2 separate regions of the Muntiacus reevesi genome follow, and region 1 is linked to region 2. Evidence: chromatin contacts called from public Hi-C data. All regions are on one chromosome and are shown on one strand. The core of a region is the stretch at or near the end of the contact, and the rest is flanking DNA. Distances in the headings are between cores, read along the strand shown.

Region 1 (5,845 bases), core at 503-3,002, 130 kb after region 2:
AGAATGTTGTTTTTTTCTCCTGGAGAAAATGAAAAAGCAACCAGAAGATGCCTTTCTGTTGTAACTGTGTTCTTTTTCCTTCCAACCTTCAAGTTTACCGATTGTGAACAAGTCACACAGATTGTGAACCAAGTCACACAGAATTCGTTTTTGTTCTTAAACTAAGAAAAGTGACTAGATCGGTTAAAGATACCAAACAGAAGTATTGCTTGTCATCCCAGTTCCCCCCAGTCTGTGGTGTCCTTCCCTCCACATTCAGGAAGGTTTTTCTTCCCTCATTTAATGGCTCCAAAAATTTTAGAAAACCGTGTGTGGATGTGTGTGTATCTGTCTGTCTGTCTATTGTTTGCCCCGTGTCAGTGCCTCTGTCCCCGCAGGCTTGTGTCAAGTGAATGTATGTGAGCTCTCCCACAGGGGCCAAAACCACTTAGGCTGTACATCCAGGCACAGTCCTATGGAAGTTGGAGCAACCCCCCAGCAGCCCTCTCTGCAGGTCTCGCACAACCCACGGAGAAGCCTGGCCTTTTCCACTGGATAATGGGTAAGGCATCAGCTCTAGCTCTACTTGAGACAAACCCCACAGCCTCAGTTCGGTGGAGACCCCAGCACTGGGGGTGGGGGTCCTGCAAGAAGGCAGAGGGGGAGCGCCAGAGCAGTGTGCAACGGCGGTGCACACGGCACCTTGTGGGTAGTTGGCGCTCGGTAAACCGTCAACAATAACAGGCCCCCCGCCTCTCCATCCCCGCAGCCATCCCCTGACAAAGCGGAGTGCACGCACTCAGACTCTCACGGTTAACTCCAAGAGGTTCCTCGCCAACGCGGCCCCTCAACCTGGGGAGCTCAGCAGCAGCCTCGGAGCCCCGGCGTTGCCTGGTGGGGGTCGCCCACACTTCCCTGTATTCAGGAGGTGTGGAGGGCCCCGCTCCTCTGTCCTGAGTGCCCGGCACTCCTACAGAAGCTCACCGCCGGGCCATGACTTTTCAGGGACGCTCACCCAGGTCGAGCTGCCTGCGATCCCGCAACGGGCAGACGAGGCGGCGCCCAAGGCGTCCCCTCCACCCCAGCTCCAGCCCCTCGAGAGGGTGCGGGTGGCAGAGCCTCCTCCGAAGTGCGCCTGGACCGCATCGGACCGACACCGCAGACCCTCCCCCGGCACCCGCTCTGGCGACCCCAGACACCTTAACCCTTGGACGCACTCCCCCGACGCCGCTCACCTTCCAGCGCCCGGCAGCCGGCGGGCAGCAGCAGGGGCAGCAGCAGCAACGGAGAAAGCGGCAGGAGCCCCGGCGGCAGCAGCGGCGGCGGCGGCGGGCGGCCTCGGGCCATGGCCGGGGCTGGCTCCGGGAGCCGAGCCGGGCCGCGCCGGGCCGCGCCGGCGGGGCGGCGGGCACCCGCAGGAGGATCCGCTCGGCGGGCGCGAGAAGGCTCGCGCGCGGTCCCAGGAGATCCAAGAAAGGAGAGGATGCAACCCAGGCAAGCGGCTCCGGGACCCAGGCGGCGCCCTGAGTCGGGCGATCCCGGGGGATGCGAGCAGGTCGGTCCCGGGGGAATCTGGACTGACCGGTCCAGGAGGATCCCGGGCGCTTGGAAAGCTCGGAGCCAGAGAACTCGGGGAGGCGGGCCGGGGCGGGAGGGAGCAAGTGGTGGTAGTTCGGTGTGCACAGTAATCCAGCGGTCTCCTGCGGGCCCGACTCGGATCTGAGACTCCGGGTGCGCGCGCCGTCCGGGGTCCGAGCTGGGTTCTTGCTGCGCCGCTCACGTACTCACTTCTGCTGTCCCCAGCGCTGGCGCGGCCGCTCTGGACGAGAGGGGCGGGGCTGTCCGCCTGCCTGTCATCGCGGAGGCCCCGCCCCTAGCCACCCGCCGCCCACTCACAGACCGCCAGGCGCGCTGGTTCGGCCTCAACAGCACTCCGCCGGAGCTCAGTTGGCAGCGGTTCCATCACGCCCACCCTCAGGTTCTCTGAGGCTGGGGGTGGGCGGGGCCAAGGAAAAGATGAATTAGATTGGGCGGAGCGATACTGTCCATCAGAGGGAAAAACCCACCTCCTGTCCCCCAGCGGTGATTAGTAACCGAACCTGAGTCCGAGGTGCCATTCACGTAAAACGAGCCGGGGGCGCCCCCATGTGGTCTGCGCGTGCAAGAGGCCGCCCCCATGTGGCTGTCTTTACAGTCACGTCCAGACCCAACCTAATCGCGGCTTACGCAACTCCCAGGTGGGCGTCCTCCGCGACACATCCCGTGACCAGGACCTTCTCACTTGTTTATTCATTCATTCATTCATCTGTGTATTTCATCATTCTTTGAGCCAAAGACTGACTAGAGTTTTCTGGCGATACAGCAATGGATAAGACAGAGGTTTGTGTTCTCTTGGAGCTAACAGAGCGGTGGAGGCAGGCATGAAGTCATCACCGCAGAGTGTAACAGTTATTATTATGGAGGAAGGACAGAGTTGCTGCAGCACATGGGAGAGGCATGGCTATGTCTAGCCCTGAGGAAATGACATTCAAGCAGAAATATGAAAGATGAATAGTAGGCGAAGAATATGTGTGTGGGGACCGGGGAGGGCAGTTTCAAGCAAAGCAAACACACTTTGTGTGAAGTCCCAGGGACAAGAGAAACTGATATTCATTGGAGGAATTGGAAAGAAGTTCAGAGTATCTTAAATGTAGAGTTGGAGGTTGAGGGGAGCCAAAAGGAAGCTTGGGAGTCGGTGTGGGGAGCAGAGGATTTTTTTTTTTTTTTTTTTTTTTGGATTCAGAAGGCCTTCCTAAGAGCTAGGGTCTGAAGCAGGGGCATTACTTTATCAGATTAACATGGCTTCGCTGGGAAGAAAGAATGAGAGGAGGCAAGGGTGGAATCAGGGAGGTCAGTGAGGAAACTGTGCAGTGGGTCAGGCAGAGGAAGATGGTGGCTTGAACCAGAGTGGTGGCTATGGGGATGGAGAGAAGTGGGCAGGTCTAAGATATTTTAGGACGCAGAGCTTAGGCGAATTGTGACTGGGTGGTTGAGAAGCATGGGGTAAACAGAGACATTAAGAAGAATCCCCAGGTTTCTGAATTGGGCAAATAGACTCCTACCCCATTTGCTCAACAAACTCTTGCAAAGTGCAAAAAACACTCTGAAAAAAATTAGTCTAGTTTATTAAGATGTAGATGTTATTATAGCCCCATTTTACAAACAAAACTGACATCTAGAAAAGCTTAGTGACTTGCCCCAAGTCACAGTGCTCATAAGTAGCAGGGTGGGATTTGAATCAGAGTGTATAACTCTTTCTTTTTTTTTAAGGATTGTATAGCTTTCAGACTCACTCATTCTACTTCATCAGACACCTTAGGATCACTTGTTGGGACTCAGAATTTCTGGGGGTATGGAGCCCAGGAGTCTGCATCTCAAATAAGTATTCCAGGTAATTCTGATGCACTCTAAAGTCCAAGGGTCACTATCACCATGCAGCCTCCCACTGTCCTAATGGGAGAAACATCCATCCCTCTGAACCTCCCCCAGATACCATGAGATTTCTCAGGACAGAGAGTAAGAAATCAGATTCTGAGCTGCCTCAGAAGCAAGATGGTCACACTTAGTCCTTTGACCATGAAGTATCCTAAATCCAGTCCTAAAAGTTCCTTTAGTGTAAATGAGGTCATGGATCCAGTGCTCAGGGACATTGCTCTAGAGAGGTTAGTCCTACTGGCCAGAGGCATGTGAGGGTACATGGGACTGGAGTGGGAGTAAGGGGCAGGGGAGGATGCCATGAGATTCCCAGATTTCACCCCATGTGCTTCTGCCTTCAATCTGTTCTCAAGTCCCAGAGACTCCCAGAAACATCATTCAAGGTTCTAGGTCACAGAAGGGATCTTGGAGATCACCTTGTGCAACTCTCCCATTGCAGAGCTGGAAGCCTGAGGCCCAGAGACAGGAGAGCTGGCCCTAGAGTCCCCTCTGCCCTGGGGTGCTGGTTGCAGTAGGACAGGGTAACATTTCGGCAGGTGGCCTGGCAGCAACACCTCCCAGCTGAAGTCCTGCTCGTAAGGCGGATCTGTGAGGCCGGCAGTCCTGTTTGCTCAACATCTGTGCCAGGGTAGGCCTCGCCCTGGACAAACACAGCCTGCCTGGCGGCAGGCACCCAGGCTCCTTTGTTCTTGGGCCTGATAGCAGAGGCTGCAGGGCCAGCAGGTAACGGAGGGCCCGTCCTCACCGGATGTTGGCACTATGGTTCCCACGGGAATGGGTCCTGATCAAGAGGCCGACAGGCTGGAGGGCACCTGAGTACTGGCTACAGCAACCTTGGGCAGGAAGGTGACCACCTGGCAACAGAACAGACGTGAGCGGAGGGCAGGTGGAGGGACAGGAACTGAGAGCCAGGCCAGATAAGGAGGGCTTTCATCTCTGCAGGGCTAAGTGAGCAGAAGGTCTTCACCCTCTTATCTTTTCAGGCTGATTAAGTACCAAGGAACCCAGGGAGCAGGCTCCTCCAGCTTTTGATTTGGAGTGAAGGGAGAACGTCCAGACTGAGGTCAAGATGCCTCTCCCTTGGCCCATCATTCTTTCCTGGTTTGTTTCTAGGAGGGAGATTAATGTAGAAGCAAGACCTTGGACTTTGGCATCAGAGGGAGCTAAGTCTAAATCCTAACTCAGTCATTTACCAGCTGGGGGACTTATGATAAGAAGCTGAACCTTTCTGAGTCCAAGGGAATGAAGGTGGGACAATGATCATACCGCCCTTGCAGGGCTATTATGATGCTCTGACCACAGGGCCGGGAGCACTGCAGATATCTAATAAATGCAGGTGCCATATAATAATTAACACTCATGCCCCAGAACCAATCTGGACACACAGTCAGTTTGGGGATAATTATAATAGAAGAATGTGTGTGAATTGAATTGGGGCTGGAACCAACTCCAGATTCTCTTTTTAAAAAATAATAAATATGTGTTCCTAGGTTTGTAGTTTGGGGATAGTGGTGAGAAAGACAAAACTGGGAGAAGAGGGCTTTGGGGAAATAAGTGGTGGGGAATGAGTGCTTTTTGGGCTTCAGTTTAGAACTAAAATGGAGGCAGAGAGACCAGCGAGGAGGGCAAGATGTGATGGTGATAAGGCTGGCTTTGTATAGTATGGTAGTCTGAGCAATGGGATGGGTGGTCACTTATAGGAAGAGAAGTAAAGACTTGAGGAGGGGCAATTTGGTTGGGGCAGGGAGGGGGAATAGGGACGGGGGATGTCATTTTGGACTGGCTAGGTTTGGGAGGCCTGTCAGCATCCAGATGGGCTCATGGAGCTGACCGCTGACAACACCACTCCCACCTCGTTTGCTGACCCTCTCCACTGCCATCTAAGCAGCCTCAGATCTGATCTCTCTCTGCCACTTGTAGGCACCACCTCAGGACCTCTGCACTGGCTGTTCCCTCTCTCTGGATCTCTTCTTCTTCCAGCTCTTATAGAGCTGCCTCTCAGAATTTAGGTCTCCACTTAAATATCACCTCCCTGACCACTTTGATCTCCTCCCTTGTCCCCTACACCATCACTGTCTCTCCCATTGCACTATTTTATTTTCCTCAACTTAGCACTAGTTGAAATTGTATGCATTGTCTGTCTCCCTTTCTAAAACGTTAGCTTCCTGAGAGCAAGGGCCTTTTCTTATTTTCCACTGAATCTGCAGTGTAAGGACCACTGGCCTGCATGAAGTAGCAATTTACTAAATCAATCAGTAAGAAGGGCAAATATATGGGATTCCTACTGCCACTTCCTCTTCCCATGCCTGTGGCAAATGTTGCTCATCAACTATGGGCTCTTTCCTCAACGTGATGCTGCAGACGGCCCTTGTCCTCGTCAATCTCTGAGAGT
Region 2 (5,979 bases), core at 1,768-4,267:
CATTTCACAGTATATATGAACATCGAATTATTGTGTTATACACCTGAAACTAATGCTATCAATTATTCCTCAATTTTAAAACCTTATTTTTATAATTTTAAGGTATAATTTATACACCAAGAGATACATAGATATTAAGGGCAGAGTTTAATAAGTTTTGACAAACGTATTATCTACACCCAAACCAAGATTCAGAATATTTCCATCACCCCCAGAAAGTTCATGCCTATCCCATTCCAGTCAACCCAACTCCAGGCCTCCACCGTTCTCATTTCTATCACCAAAGATTAGCTGAACCCATCCTGAACATCAGATTAACTGGAATCATACTGTGTATCTTTTGTGTCTTTCTTCTTTTACTCAATGTCAACCAGACTCATCCAAGTTGTTTCAGTAGTTTATTTTATTTGTTTTTGTATTTTTTTAATAAGTAGGATTATATTATTGATTCAGTTTTCAAAACCCAGTCATATTACTACTAATTTGCCCCTCAAAATTCTTTCCATTCAATGTATCTCCTGCATGCTCCTTTGCATGCAGCTACCTCCTCTAACCCTCCTTGGCAAAGCTTGAAGTGAGAAAGATACGTAAGTAGAATATTTTGTCTGCAAGGATGCCATTTCAGGTAGGAGTGATTCTACCCTCAAGAGAAACTGACAACCAGGCAGCCCAGCATTGTGGTCCTGAGTACAGACTTCAGAATAGACAGATCGAGGTTCTCATTTCTAGTCTAGCACTTAGCATATGGGTGGCTGGGGACAGGTGATTTAACCTCTCAGGGACTGTTTTCCCATTTGCAAAGTGGGGATAATAATACCTTCCTAATAGGGATTTGTGAGGACTAAATTATATTGTACATAAAATGTCTGGCATAATAGAAACTAATAATAACCTCAAGTTAGACTATAATAAACATCCTCCTGCTTCATTCATATACTTTCAGCTTTTCTAAGTCATAAAGTATAAATGGGTTTTATACTTTATATTTTCAGACTCTTTTAAAGACAAAGAGTTCATGATTACATCTAGAAAACTCTATCAGATATTTACTTACAAGAAATGTTATTTCCTCTGGAAAAAAAAAGGAAAGCCTTTTATCATTTATTCAATGACATGTATATACTGAGTTCTGATACTGAGGGGCTCTTCATAAGAGTTAAGGACACAGACCTGGCTTTCAGGATATTTGGTTTTGGAGGGGAACAAGATAAGCAAAAATATAACTATAATACAAAGCAAAATATGGTCAATAATAATAATAATAATTAACATCTATTAATATAGAGGTTAAGAGCATGGTCTCTGGAGTCATATGATTGAAATAGTGGCTCAGTCATGTGATGTTGGGGAAGTTACTTAACCTCTTTGTGTGTTATTCACTTGTAAAATGGGAATAATAATAGCACTTATCTAGCAGGACTGTTAGAAGAAGTAGATGAGTTAATACATGTAAAAAATTAGTACATTAAAAAATATGCAATAAATAATAACTAACACTCATTGAGGGCTTCCCTGTTGCCTCAGTAGTAAAGAATCCGCCTGCCAAGGCAGGAGACGGGGGTTTGATCCCTGGGTCAGGAAGATCCCCTGGAGAAGGAAATGGCAACCCACTCCAGTTTTCTTGCCTGGGAAATCTCATGGACAGAGAAGCCTGGTGGGCTACAGTCCATGGGGTCCCAAAAGAGTCAGACACAACTTAGCGACTAAACAACAACAACAAAAACCCACTTATTGAACACTATGTGCCAAGCACTGCGTTAAATAGTTTCTATGCATTTCTTCACATGATCTCCACAATGCTGTCTCTACTATTATGCCCATTTTACTCACAAGGCAACTGAGGGGAAGGAAGTTTAGGTAATGTGCCCAAGATTACATAGCTAGTAAATAGCAAATCCCATAGAAAAGACATATACATAAAATGGGGACAGTGATAAAAGTACTCACCTTAATGAGAATTAAACAAATTAATCCTTGAATAATGGTTAGAACAGAGCCTAGAGGACAATAAGGCCTATATTAAATACAAATTGCTATGGTGATTCTGAAATGGCAGTAAATAAGGAAGGCTTGAAAGGAGAGAGAGAAGTGGAGCGAGAGGAGGAAAGGGGAGGAAAGGAGAGAAGAGGGAGAGACAGGAGGGGAGGAGAGAGGAGGAAGAGGTAGAGGAAGAAGAGGGAGGAGGAGCTGGAGAAAGGGGGGAGGGAGACAGACTGGTAAAGGTCAGAGTAGAGCAGGCAAAAAGAAATAATGGGAGTAATTAAGTTTGATTAGATTAAAAACAAAACCCCTCCCCTTTCCTCCACTTAGTTACTATTTCTGCCAGCTGTACCTCGATATATCTTTTATCATCTTCTTTGACCCCTGTAGAATCTGCTATCCTTACCTTCTCGTCATCCATTTTACTTATTTATGGAGTGCCTCTATGTGCCGGGCACTGTTCTGGGTACTGGGGATACTCCAATGAACAAGACAGGCCACATCTCAGTTCCTATTCTGCACTATAATAATACCAATACGCCAAGCTGGATTCCCAGCTTTTGGTCAGCCCTTCTCCAATCCACACTCCACAGGGCCACCAGAGAGACTAGATACAGATCCGGTCCGGACACTCCCTTGTTTAAATCCCCCTTGTTTAAATAGATTGCAGTCTCCCGAGCATCATGTTCAAGGCCTGTCACGAACTGTCCCGCACAGCCTTATCTCCCAGGCTTCACCTCCATGCAGACCGCACTTGTGACACAGTAACTCACTCAAAATCTTAGACACGCGCACTTAGAAATAAGCATCTGCTGAAGGGACGTGGCTAGAACTCCATCCCTATTTCATCCTTCTACACTAAAACCTTAGGATAGCCTGGTTGCCCCCTCCTTGCCTCCAGCCTGTCAGACTAAAAATCAGCCCTGACACCTCCACAGCCTGGGCATCCTGAGAAGCCTGTGAGCACTCCTACCCCAGCGGGAGCCGGAAGAGGAAGGGCTTCGCGCGGCCTCGGGGCCGCCATCTTGACTGAGCTGGCCGGAAGAAGTCTGGCAAGTCGGCAAGCGAGTGCGCACTGAGGCTGCGCGGTGGCCGCGCCGAGGCAACCTTCCCGAGCCCTCTGCGGTACAGTCTAGCAGCCGCAGAACCCTGTGTCATCTCTCCTAGTCCTCCTGCAGCCGCCCCGGCCTCTGTCCAGCCCCTCCACCGGGGTGTGTCCGGCGGCTCGCACACCCCGCGGCCCGCGTACGCGCTCGGCACCTGCCTACCCGAAAACATGTTGCAGAAACCCGAGAGCGGGGCTCTCCCCATCCCTCAGGCGGAGAGGGAGATGGATGGCAGCCATGACGGTGAGACCCAGGTTCTGACCGCCTCGCAGGAGATGGCCCCGAGCCCCCTCCTGCAGGAGAGCCCCGAGGAGGACCTTGGCGCTGTAAGGGAGGAGGGGGCTACGGAACCCTGTCTCACCCCGAAAGGCGCGAGGGCTTTGGCAGCCAAAACCTTGGCCCGGCGTAGAGCCTGCCGCCGTCTGGATCGGACGGTAGCCGAGTTGGTGCAATTTCTGCTGTTGAAGGACAGGAAGAAGAGCCCCATCACTCGCTCCGAGATGGTGAAATACGTTATCGGAGACTTAAAGGATCTATTCCCTGAGATCATCGCAAGGGCCGCAGAGCATCTGCGGTATGTCTTCGGTTTCGAGCTGAAACAGCTTGACCGCAAGCACCACACTTACATCCTGATCAACAAACTAAAACCTATTGAGGATGAGGAGGAGGCTCTGAGAGGAGATGGCCCCAGATTGGGTCTCTTAATGATGATCTTGGGCCTTATCTACATGAAAGGTAATAGCGCCAGAGAGGCACAGGTCTGGGCGATGCTGCGTCGGTTGGGGGTGCGTCCCTCAAAGTATCACTTCCTCTTTGGGTACCCGAAGAGGCTTATTATGGAAGATTTCGTGCAGCTGAGATACCTCAATTACAGGCGTGTGCCTCACACCAACCCACCGGAATGTGAATTCTCTTGGGGTCCCCGAAGCAACTTGGAAACCAGCAAGATGAAAGTTCTGGGGTTCGTGGCCAAACTCCATAAGAAAGAACCCCAACACTGGCCAGTGCAGTACCGTGAGGCCCTGGCAGATGAGGCTGATAGGGCCAGAGCTGGGGCCAGTGTGAGGGCTAGGGCCAGCACCCACCCCTGGTGAGGGCCAGCTAGGGGTGGGGGTGGGGGGATATAAAAGCTACCGTCTGCGTCATAAGTAGACTCGGTGGGGAGAGGGTCTTTATTTATGTAGCATTTGTGTTCGTGTAACTAGGATTTAGTTTTTGTATCTTGCTCAGTTTTGCTACATTTAATATACTGTTAAATTGATGTTTATAAATGAAATTCGTCTACTTTTTCCTGTAGGATTTTGTTGTAGATTTTTGCTGGTTTTGTAAAATGAATTGAAAAACTTTACATTTTCTTCTGTGGTCTTGAACAAATTATGCAGCACCAATTGATGTATTTAATTAGTTTGAAGGAACTCAGCAGTATGATGATCTGGTACCAGGGGAAAAAAATAGCTGAATGATATCTAGCTTTCTGGCAGTTTTTGTCTATTGTATAAAGAAAAAAGACTGACATGTAACTCTGCTTAGTTATTATAATATCTGGTGGGGGTGGGGATGCAATAAATTTGAGGTATAACCTGGTACACCTAATAAACATTTGTTAAGCATCTTTTGTGTGATGCACTGTTGTGGGTATTTGGGAATTAAAGGGCTTCCCAAGTGACTCAGGTTAAAGAATCTGCCTGCAATGCAGGAGACCCAGGTTCCATCCCTGGGTTGGGAAGATTCCCTGGAGAAGGAAATGGCAACCCACTTCAGTATTCTTACCTGGAGAAGTCTGTGGACAGAGGAGCCTGGAGAGCTACAGTCCATGGGATCGAAGAGCTGGACATGACTGAGCAACTAATACACACATGCTGAGCAAGATAAAGGTCCTACTCTTCAGAGCTGGACAGTAAATAAATAAACCAGAAATTACAGTTCAGTGAGTTGAAGGATGCAGTGGGACAGCCAGCCCCACTGGAGTGATTGGGTGAGGCTTGCCTGAAATTACCTTTAGTGGGACTTCAGTGTAGGGAAGGTGAAAAGACAGGGTGGGAGAAGACGGGGAGGCGAGGGGAGGGGGGTGAGGAAAAGAAGTTGTGGTGAGGAGATGGTATTAGAAATGACTACTTAAGATGCTCTTTAGTTACATGGGATGACTTGATAGATAGCAGATCTGGAAAACACCCACCTTTGGCCAGTGCACTTGGCCCAGGGCAGTTTATTACAGTGCATACATGATGGTGTCTGTTGGCATTTTGGTCTCCATCTCCCTTCTCTCAGTCTTCATACGTTATCTTCTACCAAAGCTCTCAGGGACCAAGCACTATAACAATTCTGTAACAGTATGTAGGGTGGAGGGTATGTGTGACGTCCACCACTGTCAAGAAGTCTTCACAAACTCTCCCTTGGCACCAGAAAGCCCAGCACCTTCATCCATGTTTCTGCTTGCTGCTTTCCACTTGCTATCTCTCATTAGGAGAACCATAGACGTTTTTCACTTTCTTAATACCCATGAAGAGTCATCAACAAAAGCAGCTCAAGCCTGTGCAGTGCCCACCACCTTCACTCTGAGGATCAACCCTGTAGAATGGGTACATAGAAGAATAAGGACCCTAGATGAGTGATAACCAAACTAGAGCTGGGTGTAGGAGGATTGAGAAGCTGTCCCCCTACAGCTGCCATATACAGAAGACCCACTTCTTTCTCTCTTTACTGCCAGTCTGTGTGTGTGTGTACTTGCCATTGCACCTGAATAACATATCAGTATGTTAAGGTTAGCATGGAATACACATACTTTGAGATAGAGGCCCAGGGATCCAAAAAATCACAGACCAAAAGCAATAAGTTTATGGGTAAAAAAGTTTACTAATGATTATGACTTCTGGACAGTTTATTAATATTAATT

What was found. Hi-C and Micro-C count contacts between places; a contact is called where the count stands out from the background.
Region 1: a Hi-C map of blood shows a contact between it and region 2, with 1.8 times the contacts expected there. The contact joins the promoter of EPHB3 here to the promoter of MAGEF1 in region 2. A contact is called at or near these places in 2 of 3 Hi-C or Micro-C datasets (blood and muscle).

Annotation. Positions count from the first base shown.
Region 1 is chr8:60,578,137-60,583,981 of mMunRee1.1, forward strand. EPHB3 (EPH receptor B3) reads right to left here and starts at 1,753. Exons shown (of 16, transcript XM_065943087.1): 1 at 1,215-1,753. The coding sequence starts at 1,326.
Region 2 is chr8:60,445,511-60,451,489 of mMunRee1.1, forward strand. MAGEF1 (MAGE family member F1) reads left to right here and starts at 3,018. Exons shown (of 1, transcript XM_065943547.1): 1 at 3,018-4,698. The coding sequence starts at 3,257. The coding sequence ends at 4,180. It overlaps LOC136173710 (a long non-coding RNA gene), which reads right to left. Exons shown (of 5, transcript XR_010664272.1): 2 at 5,263-5,654.